Regions from separate parts of the Pan troglodytes genome. Here region 1 is linked to region 2. A link is a contact called in public HiChIP or PLAC-seq data. All regions are on one chromosome and are shown on one strand. The core of a region is the stretch at or near the end of the contact, and the rest is flanking DNA. Distances in the headings are between cores, read along the strand shown. Region 1 holds the start of COX10 (cytochrome c oxidase assembly factor heme A:farnesyltransferase COX10). Region 2 holds the start of HS3ST3B1 (heparan sulfate-glucosamine 3-sulfotransferase 3B1).

Region 1 (5,244 bases), core at 275-2,774, 230 kb before region 2:
CAGGCCCCAGTGTGTGTGATGTTCCCCTTCCTGTGTCCAAGTGTTCTCATTGTGTATGCTGTAAAAATCTTACTGTTCCTTCCAGAGCACCAAGTTTAGATCTCTGAAGCTTTCCTTAAACCAACTGCACAGAAATGTTACCTCATCAGGGTTTCTGCAGCACTTTGTATACTACTCCTATCACACTGATAGTGACAATCGACAGCCTCTTGTCCCCTCATTGGTCTAGTGTTAAGCTCCTACAGAATCGGGCGGGGGGTGTCTTAATCTCTTCAGCGTCCCCTGTGCCTAGCAATGTTAGTTGAGGTGAACCAAAACGGCTATCCTCTCATCATTGAAAACACAGGAAAAAATGGCCTTTTTAGAACCCAATTACCTATTTTTTCTCTTCTTTTTCAAAAGCGGAATCTTTTCTTCAATCTACTTTTTACTAGTGGAACCCCAATCTGAAAAGAAGATCGAGGGGTTGGGGGATGCTGAGATCTACCCCGGTAATCACAACACTTATGATAACACAGGTAATAATCTATTAGTGCCTGTACCTAGTAGGTGTCTGGCTACCCATGAAACACATTTATCTAATTCTCTCAACCTCTTATAAAAGATGTACCATTATTACTCCATTGTATTGCTAGATAACTGAGGTTCAGAGGACTTAGGTAATTTGCTCCAACAAGGTCACAAGGCCAGAACTAGAATACGGATTTCACTCCAGACCACCAAATCTGAACCTCTACATGCAATCTGGAGATATCTGGATGATTCAGTTCCTTTAGTGTGGCTCAGAAACAAGTAACCCGGAGTTCCTCTGGGCTCCCATTTGATAGAGACTATGGTAAAGTGTAATTGATTAGACGTGGAGGTGGAAGCATCCCCACGAGAACCATTTCCTCATGATGCTCCTGTCACCGGGAAGTGTTCTAATTTTAACTTTATTTTTATTTTAAAATTTATTTTTAGAGACAGGATCTCACTGTGTCGTCCAGACTGCAGTGCAGTGGCGCAATCACTGCAACCTCGACCTCCCAGGCTCAAGCGATCCTCCCGCCTCAGCCTCCTGAGTAGCTGAGACCACAGGCACGCGCCACCACACCTGGCTAATTTTACATTTTTTGTAGAGGCGGGGTCTCGCTTTGTTGCCCAGGCTGGTCTCGAGTTCCCAGGATCAAGCGATCCTCCTGCCTCGGTCTCCCTAAGCACTGGGATTGCAGGCGTGAGCCACAGCGCCTGGCCGCTGTAACTTTAAATTGGCCGGGAGGACTCTGCGGCCCAACCCTGCCCACCTCACCCGGTCACCGGAGGATGCCTGTCAACTTCTGGGAGCTGCAAGCGTGGGCCGGCCAGTCGTCCGCGCGCGGCTTTTTCATCAGGACAACGGAGGCACACCGTGCTTTGCGGTTCCCGGAAGTCCTTCAGGCCTCAGACCTGTCAGCCCGCCACACTCCAGCCAGTCCCTTCCGATCACCTCCAGACACCACGCTCTCCTTTCCGAGCCCGCCCGCCGGAAGTGACGGCCCGGAACTACTCCCACAGGGGGGCGGGGAAGGAAGATGGCGGCGCCCAGCGTCCCGTGAGGAGAGAGGACACAGGGATCCCGGGGAGCGGCCCCAGACTCGTAAATTATGGCCGCATCTCCGCACACTCTCTCCTCACGCCTCCTGACAGGTACTGTACCCGCCTTGGGCACGACCTTGGGGGAAATTCTTCTCTTATTACCACGTGCGAGGCCGTGGTTCCGGCTGGCTGCAACCTTGGGGAGCCCTTGGCGAGGTTGGCCGGCCACCGGTGTGGTGGGGGAAATGACCTCTGGAGTAGCTTGGAGTGAAGAGGCCACGGAGCTAGGGTCCAGTCTTGCACTGTGGCTTTAGTGGTCCACACAGCCTCCTCCATCCGGCTTCTGCGGAAGAGCGGTGTCTTCCTGCTTCTTTAGGTTTTCAGATAGCGGAAGCTGGAGGAGAGGGCAGAGCAGAACCTTGGGGTTCCACAGTCCTCCTTATCAGAGCCTCAGCTTCTAGCCACTGGCTTGCAATGACAAGGAAGGTGCTTTGCTTCCACTCAGAAGCCTTGTTCCAATATAAAGGGTCATGATGACAACGGTGATGATAATGACAGTTGCAGACAGCGGAGTGTAGTCTCCATCAGACTTTTGTCTCTGTACCGCCAGAATGGTCTTTAATATCCTTTCACTCGAAGAAACTAATGACAAATGTATATTGGAGCTGGAATGTTCTTCCTTGACTCTTGGTAATGGCTCATCTCAAATGTCACCTTTTCAGAGAGGCCTTTATAGAGACCACCCTATATAAACTAGGGCCCCCTACTTCTTTCTTTTCACATCATTCCATTTATTTCTTTCATTATGGTTAGCACAGTCTATACTTGTTTATTTATATACTCGTTTATTATTTGTTTTTCCCAACTAGAATATAAACCTTGTGATGGCAGGGACAGTGTCCATCTGTGTTTCCAGTGCCCAGAACAGTACTTAGTGTACATTGTTTGCTCCCAATAGTTATTTGTGGATGGATGCAATTTGTCCCCATGGAGATCTTAAAGAGGACGTTAGATGATTAACTAATGGGTGTGTGAGGAATGTGATGCCGGTGGTGCATATTAGAGGCCAGATAAGAGAAGCCAGGGACTGCCTTTTGATCACATCCCAGAAACATTTTTCAGTTGTCACCTACCACACACAAGCTCTCTGCACCATCTGGTGATGTTGACACTGTGACTCCATGAAATTGCGTTCTTCGTTCTTTTTCGTAAAGTTATTTTATGGCTGTCTTCTGGTCTGTGTGATTCCAGGGCAATTCATTTGACTTTTCTGGAATTGAGTTTACTCATCTATAAAATGACGTAATTGAAGTAGGTGATCTCAAAGGTCCTGTTTGGTTTGTAAAGTGGAGAGGTAGAATAGATGAAACAGGATTGGCTAGGGTCTGGTAATTGTTGAAGCTTGGGGATAAGTAATGGCGGCTCATGGTACTCTTCTGCTTTTACACATGGCTGTGATTTTCCATAATGAAAAGTTGTTGTTTGTTGTTTTTTAAAGTCCTGTGATTCTTTTTTGAATCACTTCTTTGTTACATTCTACCATCCCTGACTGTGAATGTTCTTTGATCCTGATCCTGGGCACTCATTCTCAGAGAACTCATCCTTTTCTGTTGCTTCAAATATCTTCTCTGTATGGAGGTTTTTCCAGCATGCATCCTTCAGATTAGCTGTTTTTCTGCCTTTCCATTCTATATTGTCAGCTATAGGACAATTCTGCTTGACTACTGTGAATTGCCCAGTTCCAGTAGGTGGGCTGCATGTGGCCCATATGGTTTGTTGCTGCATCAGTCTTTGCAGTGGTGGTATGGAAGGAATTAATAGACAGCTTACTCCCTGAAGCTGTGAACATGATTGCCAAAAACTCTGCTAGTAAGTGGTCTGTATAACTTCCTGTGATCCATTTGGAAGATCTACTAAGAGAGCTTGATGGGGAAGCAGCATGGTGGGACAAGGTGGCAGAGAAGGTAAACTGGGACAGTGTTAGTGATCGAGTAGTATCATGCCTGATTTTGCTTCTAAAAGTTCTAAGTATTTTACAGCCATTTAAAAACTGTCATCACTGGCTGGGCGCAGTGGCTTACACCTGTAATCCCAGAACTTTGGGAGGCCAAGGCAGGTGGACCACTTGAGGTCAGGAGTTCAACACCAGCCTGGTCAACATGGTAAAATGCCTTCTCTACTAAAAATACCAAAAGAAAAAAAAAAAAATTAGCCAAGTGCAATGGTGTGCACCTGAAATCCCAGTTACTTGGGAGGCTGAGGCAGGGGAATCGCTTGAACCCAGGTGGCAGAGGTTGTAGTGAGCCAAGATCGTGCCACTGCACTCCAGCCTGGGTGACAGAGTGAGACTCCATCTCAAAAAATAAAAAATAAAATAAAAAATGTCAGCATTTTTTAGCTATTTGTCTCCTTACCTAATTTTAAACGTCCTAAAATCAGGAGCCAGTGTTGATGGTGAATAATAGATATGGTCTTATGCTTCCAGAATTTTAATGTATCTATTATAATCTTTGTGTATCTCCAAACTTACATTTGTTTACACAAGGCTGAAATGTCTTTCAGTTTCTAGGCACTGGTTCATAAAAATGTGACATGTTTCAACGAAATGAAATGTCAGTTTCATAGCTGTTTTTTCTTCTTACTACCATTCTGTAAAATCTCAGTTTGACCCACGTAATCTTTTTTTTGTTGTTGTTGAGATGGAGTTTTACTCTTGTTGTCCAGGCTGGAGTGCAATGGCACAATCTTGGCTCACTGCAACCTCCACCTCCCAGGTTCAAGCAATTCTCCTGCCTCAGCCTCCTGAGTAGCTGGGATTACAGACGCCCACCACCACAGCCGGCTAAGTTTTGTATTTTTAGTAGAGACGGGGTTTCACTGTGTTGGCCAGGATGGTCTCGAACTCCTGACCTCAGGTGATCCCCCAACCTTGGCCTCCCAAGTAGCTGGAATTACAGGCATGCACCACCATGCCTGGCTAGTTTTTTGTATTTAGTAGAGATGGGGTTTCACCATGTTGGTCAGGCTGGTCTCGAACTCCTAACCTCAGGTAATCCACCCACTTAGTCATGAGAGTTATTTTCCAAGGTGGTTCCAAGACAAACACATTCTCATGTTTATGGAAAACAAGCATGTCATAATTAACTCAGGTTTGAGACTATAATTTCAATGAAGAAGTGATTTATCTCCAGTCTAAGAAAATTGTGATGTATTTCTTGGGGTTGTGATAGTTCTCCTTCCCATAGTCCAGGTGTGCTGTGTGGGCTATCTAGTCATCAAACATCATTTCCTTATTATATAAAAGTGCTCTGCTAGCTGTTTTACAAAGGTGGTGAGTAAAGGAGAATTCTTGCCATCAAGGAACTAAAAAATTAGATGATGGGAACAATTTGCATGAAGAAGTGTCATGCAACATGGCATAAAGTGACAGAGTAGTTGACAAAGACAGAAAATTTGACAGAGTGGTGTGCAAATAAGGAAACGATAGAAACAGATGAACAAATGGTGAAATGTGTGGTGTTTTCAGTGGAGGGTCATGGGCGATGTTGCTTTGGTGGGTTGTGTGAGTAATATGTATTTAGTAATATGTAACAGGAAGAAAACTGTTGCCTCTGGGAACGTGGATTGGAGAGGAAAGGAAGTATTGAAGGCAGGAGGACTGGCTTGAATGCTGCTATCGTTACCATAGTC
Region 2 (4,985 bases), core at 703-3,202:
CGGGGCTGCGCCAGTGCCCGCCTCTGGCCAGGGGTTCCCGCGCCTCGAGCAGCTCCCTGGGCCCTTCTACGGGAAGAGGGGATCACGGCGCCCGCGACATCCAGGAGCTCGGACGACCGCAGCCTCACCACTAACCCCCAACAAAGGTACAGCGGGAGTCCAGGCCGAGATAAAATTCCCTTCCCAGTCCGCTGGAGAGACAACTGGCCGCGGCTGCCCTCTGCTCCGCTCCCGGCTGTCCCGCAGCTGCGAGGCCGGGGCCAGAGCGCTCCCTTCCGGGCGGGTATCGGAGCCGCTGCGGCGCCGACCGCCCTTCATGCCCGGGCCGCTGGAGAAGGCGGAGCGAGCTCGCAGCTGCTAACCCCCGAGGGGCCGCCTCGCTGGCGAGGGGAGCGGGAGGAAGGTCCGGATTCCGGTGGCAGGAACTGGGGCTCTGGGCCACCGGTTCAGGCTGCCCCAGGAAATGCCTGCTTTGCGGTGCCGCAGAGGGTATAGAGGAGCTCGGCCCCAGAGGGTGGCTGTTGGGGAGGCGGAGCTGGCCGCAGGCTGGAGCAGCTGCGGAGCCTCCCATCCCGAGCCTAGAATCGGAGAAATTTCAGGCGGAAAAATACTGCGGGGATCTTTTGGCTCAAGTCTCCCATTCTACAGATGTGAAATTTTAGAGTGACCCGACTGGGGTCGCACAGAGGGCTGTTGGCAGCAGGACCTGGGGGAAGAGCGAGAGGAGAGGGCCCCTGTGGCGGCCCTGTCCTGTCCTAAAGGAGAGGGGCTGCCTCCCAGATGAGAGCCCTGAGAGGCCGTAGCTGCGTACCCTATTCGGTAATACCAAATAAACCAACCAAAATAAAACATAAACCTTATAGACGTGCTGAAATACAATTCTCTCCTTTCTACATTTCCGAATACAAACATTTTGAATGAGTTTATCAGAGGTAAACCTTTCCCTCGGTTTTAGTGGTGGCAGTTTGCTGATGCCCAGGGTCCAAGCGTGGGGAGCCCCGCACTGCTGAGCAAAGGTTAAGGGCAGAAGCTCAAACTGGGTTCACGGTTAATTTGGCTACCAGCTCTGTCCAGGTTTGAGCCTTGGGTTCTGCATCTGCGGAATGGGAAGACGGTTGGGAGAGATGGCCCTTGCCAAGGGTGGACCGAGAGCGACCGCCGCGCGTGGGAATTTCACGGCACAGCCTGAGACTCTCTAGAGCAATGGGAGGATCAGCTAGGTGGGCAAAAGGGCCAAAGCGTCAGTTCGCCGCCCAGGTCGTCCTCTGGCGCCGCTTCCCAGCCCGCCCAGGTGCTGTCCAGGCCCCAGACGACCCTCCGACCTTGTGCCGGGAAGGCCCCGCGGCGCGGTGCGCACCGCGAACTCCCCTGTGGTTCTCAATAGTTGGAATTGAAAGGATGCCGGGTGGGTCCGGCCCGAGACTTAGCTGTGGGAGCTCAGCTCTGCGCTGCAGTCAGAGCAATTTCCGACGCCCACATCTTTACCTCTACTCCCTCCTTCCCTCAATCCACCCCCGGAAAAAAGAAACGCCAAATGTATTCAGCTGCCTCAATTTGTAATTGCTCACTTATTAGACTTTACTAATCCTCAGGACAGGGACTTTTTATATTGGGATTGTCAAAATCCTTAAAACACTGAAAGACTCACACCCAGGCAAGCCTGAAGTTAGCCACGTGGGAGCTACAGTTCGCCTAACACACACCTATACAACATGAATTTTCCGCCTAAATAACATAAAATTTGAAGACACTCCCTACGGAGACACTATTTTCTCCTCACATTTCCAAATAGAGTCGGGCTAGTGCTCAGAAATATATTTGTTCTCATGTTTTAGAAGTTTAAAATAAATGGATTAGATTATAAAATTAAGAGCGAATAAGTCACTTCGAAGAACAAACACAACGTCCCAGAGAGACACGGAAAGAAAAGCTAGAAAGAAGTTATTGCTGAGAATATAAAAGCGGGAGGGAAATCCTCTGCCTAATTTATTTCTCCCTCAACAGTTTTGTAAGAAAACGTTTTGGGCTCAAAGTAGTTGCAAAGAAGTCTCCCGTAGCACAGCCGGGGCGCACGGGTCCGGTGCTCGCAGCTGTGCTATCTGAATCCTCTCTGGCCATTACCGCTGCTCAGGCACATTTTCAAACCAGGGGTGCTAACGTCAATCTGGCTTTCTCCGTTTGCTTCCGACGAGGGGGGACCGGACCCAGGGTGGGGCTGCGTAAACTCGGGGACACTTGGGAACATTTACTCAGGAAGTGAGAGGGGCCGGCTGCTGGTGGCTGGTCCTGGACAGCGTGGTCGAGGGACCAGGGCTCAGGTCGGTTCCGCTGCGCCCGCCGTCGCCGACAGTGAAGTAAGTACAGTGCGGGCGGCGGCTCCCGGTGAGTCACTTCGTGAGTGACACTCAGCCCCGGGGGTCGCTCTGGGGTCGGAGTCGGAAGGAATGTTCTGTCCCCGGAACCGCTTGCAGCCAGGAGTTGGAGGCCCTCTGGCCCCGCAGAGGCTGGGTTATAGGCATCGAAAACTTCCTGAACACGACCAGTATGAATTTGATCTCGAGCTTCCGAACTCCAAACGCCTGGGCAAGAATTCAGCAAAGCGCAGCACCGCTCACCCGCACTTCCCCCAGCTAGCGGTTGCTGTTTCTTGGAAGACGCGTTTATCCGCCCCAGTCCCGGGTGGGTGGGTCATTTTGCCAAAGAAAATGTGGTTGGGGGTGACTTCGAGTAGACTTTCACTATTAAATAAGTGCACCTCAGTGATGGATTTGTTCCAAATTGATGTTTGACTTTTAAAAAAGCGATGGCGAATGACAACACGAAACAATCAGTGTCACAGGTTAGCAAATCACACTGTCTCCTAAATTAAGGCAAATGTTGGCTTTATATCTATTCAGGAAAAAGGGGGAGATGGAAAGTTTTCTCAAACCTAACGTCTCCAACAAACTCATATCCAGATAAAACTTCCTACACATGACTCCCACGCACATGTTTCGACCAGGAAACTTTTGTTTACCAGACTCTCTTCCTGGTAATTTCTCCTGTCTCTTTTCCCCTCCCCAACCTACTTTCGGCAGTTTGGAAGGCTGGAGATTTTTGTTAAGGACACTTTACACTAATCTCAGTTAACCGGCAGGCCAAGCTAACCTGGCAAAGAATAAGAAGGAAAGACACACACACACACACACACACACACACACACACACACACACACACACACAAGACAGCGATTTCCAAACATCCTTTCTACTTAAACTTCCTAATCCCGTGCCTGTCCCAGAAGGGTCTCCGAATGAGTCCCCGGCGTGGGTTGGCGGGGGGGGGGTTCCAGTGCCTAGTGCATCTCCGACCCTGCTCTCCCTCCTCCAACCGCCTCCCTACTCTGCAACACGTAAGCATCACGAAACCTCCTGCGAAACATCTGGATGGGGACTCGTGTCCCAACATCTGGGCAACTACCGCCAAGGCTGGCTTCTAGGGAACGAGTGCGGAAATGCGTGCGGGTGTGGGAGCGCACCACTCAGTAGGGTAGGACCTCTCCCAGCGCTAGGTCACTGCAGCATTCTTCCCACCATCTGCTCCTGTCACCAGCCCCTAACTCCGCCCCTCTGGGCCCGCCCCTTGTTCCGAAGCCAATAGCAACCCCTGACCGCCCTACACCGCCCAGAAGCCTTTCCACACCCCCTCGTCCTGGGAGCGGGTTGGCTGCTAAGCTCTCGGAGAAGCTTCTGTATTTGCATGGCGTTCGGGGTTTTTGGTAGGTAGAGCAGCCCGTCACTCTGGAAGGCCGGGACCGCCCACTCCACCTCGGTCCACAGCTCTCTTCCTGCGCAGTTCGCCTCCGCAGCCTCTGCGGGGAGGTGCCGGGGCTGCTCGAGGCTCAGTTCTTAGGACTGCAAGGAGGCAGCCCCGGCGTGCGGCGGTGCGCACAGTCTAGAGTGGCCAGGGCGCGAGAGTGCAACGTCCTCCTGGCCCCGAGCGCGTCGTCGCGCCCCGGGAGCAGACCCTCGCCCAGCAGTTACCGCCGTCCCGACTTTCCGTTCCAGTAGCAGCTCCTGCCGGGCAACATGTCAAGAGCCGCCGCCGCTACAGCTGCCGCCGCCACCTGGGGAAGAGCAGCAGCAGCAGCGGCGGCCGCGGGCACACGGGGGCAATAAACCGAGCCACCCGGGCGTCCAGCGTGCCGGGGAACCCTCTCTGCGCTCACTGCCCGGCGGGACCCACGCCATGTGCTGAGCCATGCCCCTGGCCGCGCCCGCGGGCAGCGCATGGGGCAACGCCTGAGTGGCGGCAGATCTTGCCTCGATGTCCCCGGCCGGCTCCTACCGCAGCCGCCGCCGCCCCCGCCGCCGGTGAGGAGGAAGCTCGCGCTGCTCTTCGCCATGCTCTGCGTCTGGCTCTATATGTTCCTGTACTCGTGCGCCGGCTCCTGCGCCGCCGCGCCGGGGCTGCTGCTCCTGGGCTCTGGGTCCCGCGCCGCACACGACCCGCCAGCCCTGGTCACAGCTCCGGACGGGACGCCCCCCAGGCTGCCGTTCCGGGCGCCGCCAGCCACCCCACTGGCTTCAGGCAAGGAGATGGCCGAGGGCCCTGCGAGCCCAGAGGAGCAGAGTCCCGAGGTGCCGGACTCCCCAAGCCCCATCTCCAGCTTTTTCAGTGGGTCTGGGAGCAAGCAGCTGCCGCAGGCCATCATCATCGGCGTGAAGAAGGGCGGCACGCGGGCGCTGCTGGAGTTTCTGCGCGTGCACCCCGACGTGCGCGCCGTGGGCGCCGAGCCCCATTTCTTCGATCGCAGCTACGACAAGGGCCTCGCTTGGTACCGGTGAGTTTCCCTGCCAGGGGCAGGGTCTCCATCATCGATTCAGACCCTGAGCTAAGGGAGACATGGCGTATGATAGGGAATTGGCAGGGTTACAGCTTCGGACCACCCGGGGTAGGGCAGGGAAACTACCGCAGATTGCGCAGCGCATCCTGTCCGGGTGCGG

The links. HiChIP or PLAC-seq counts read pairs in DNA pulled down with a chosen protein or histone mark.
Region 1: a contact with region 2 is called in an H3K4me3 HiChIP or PLAC-seq map of stem cell-derived excitatory neurons, with 5 times the contacts expected there. The contact joins the promoter of COX10 here to the promoter of HS3ST3B1 in region 2. A contact is called at or near these places in 1 of 7 Hi-C or Micro-C datasets (stem cell-derived neural progenitor cells) and 1 of 1 datasets of contacts at active chromatin or transcription factors (stem cell-derived excitatory neurons).

The regions. Positions count from the first base shown.
Region 1 is chr19:56,627,870-56,633,113 of NHGRI_mPanTro3-v2.0_pri, reverse strand. COX10 (cytochrome c oxidase assembly factor heme A:farnesyltransferase COX10) reads left to right here and starts at 1,524. Exons shown (of 7, transcript XM_024350477.3): 1 at 1,524-1,665. The coding sequence starts at 1,623. LOC107969247 (a long non-coding RNA gene) reads right to left here and starts at 1,509. Exons shown (of 7, transcript XR_010153264.1): 1 at 1,289-1,509.
Region 2 is chr19:56,396,771-56,401,755 of NHGRI_mPanTro3-v2.0_pri, reverse strand. It overlaps HS3ST3B1 (heparan sulfate-glucosamine 3-sulfotransferase 3B1), which reads left to right and starts at 1,952. Exons shown (of 3, transcript XR_675343.5): 1 at 1,952-4,822.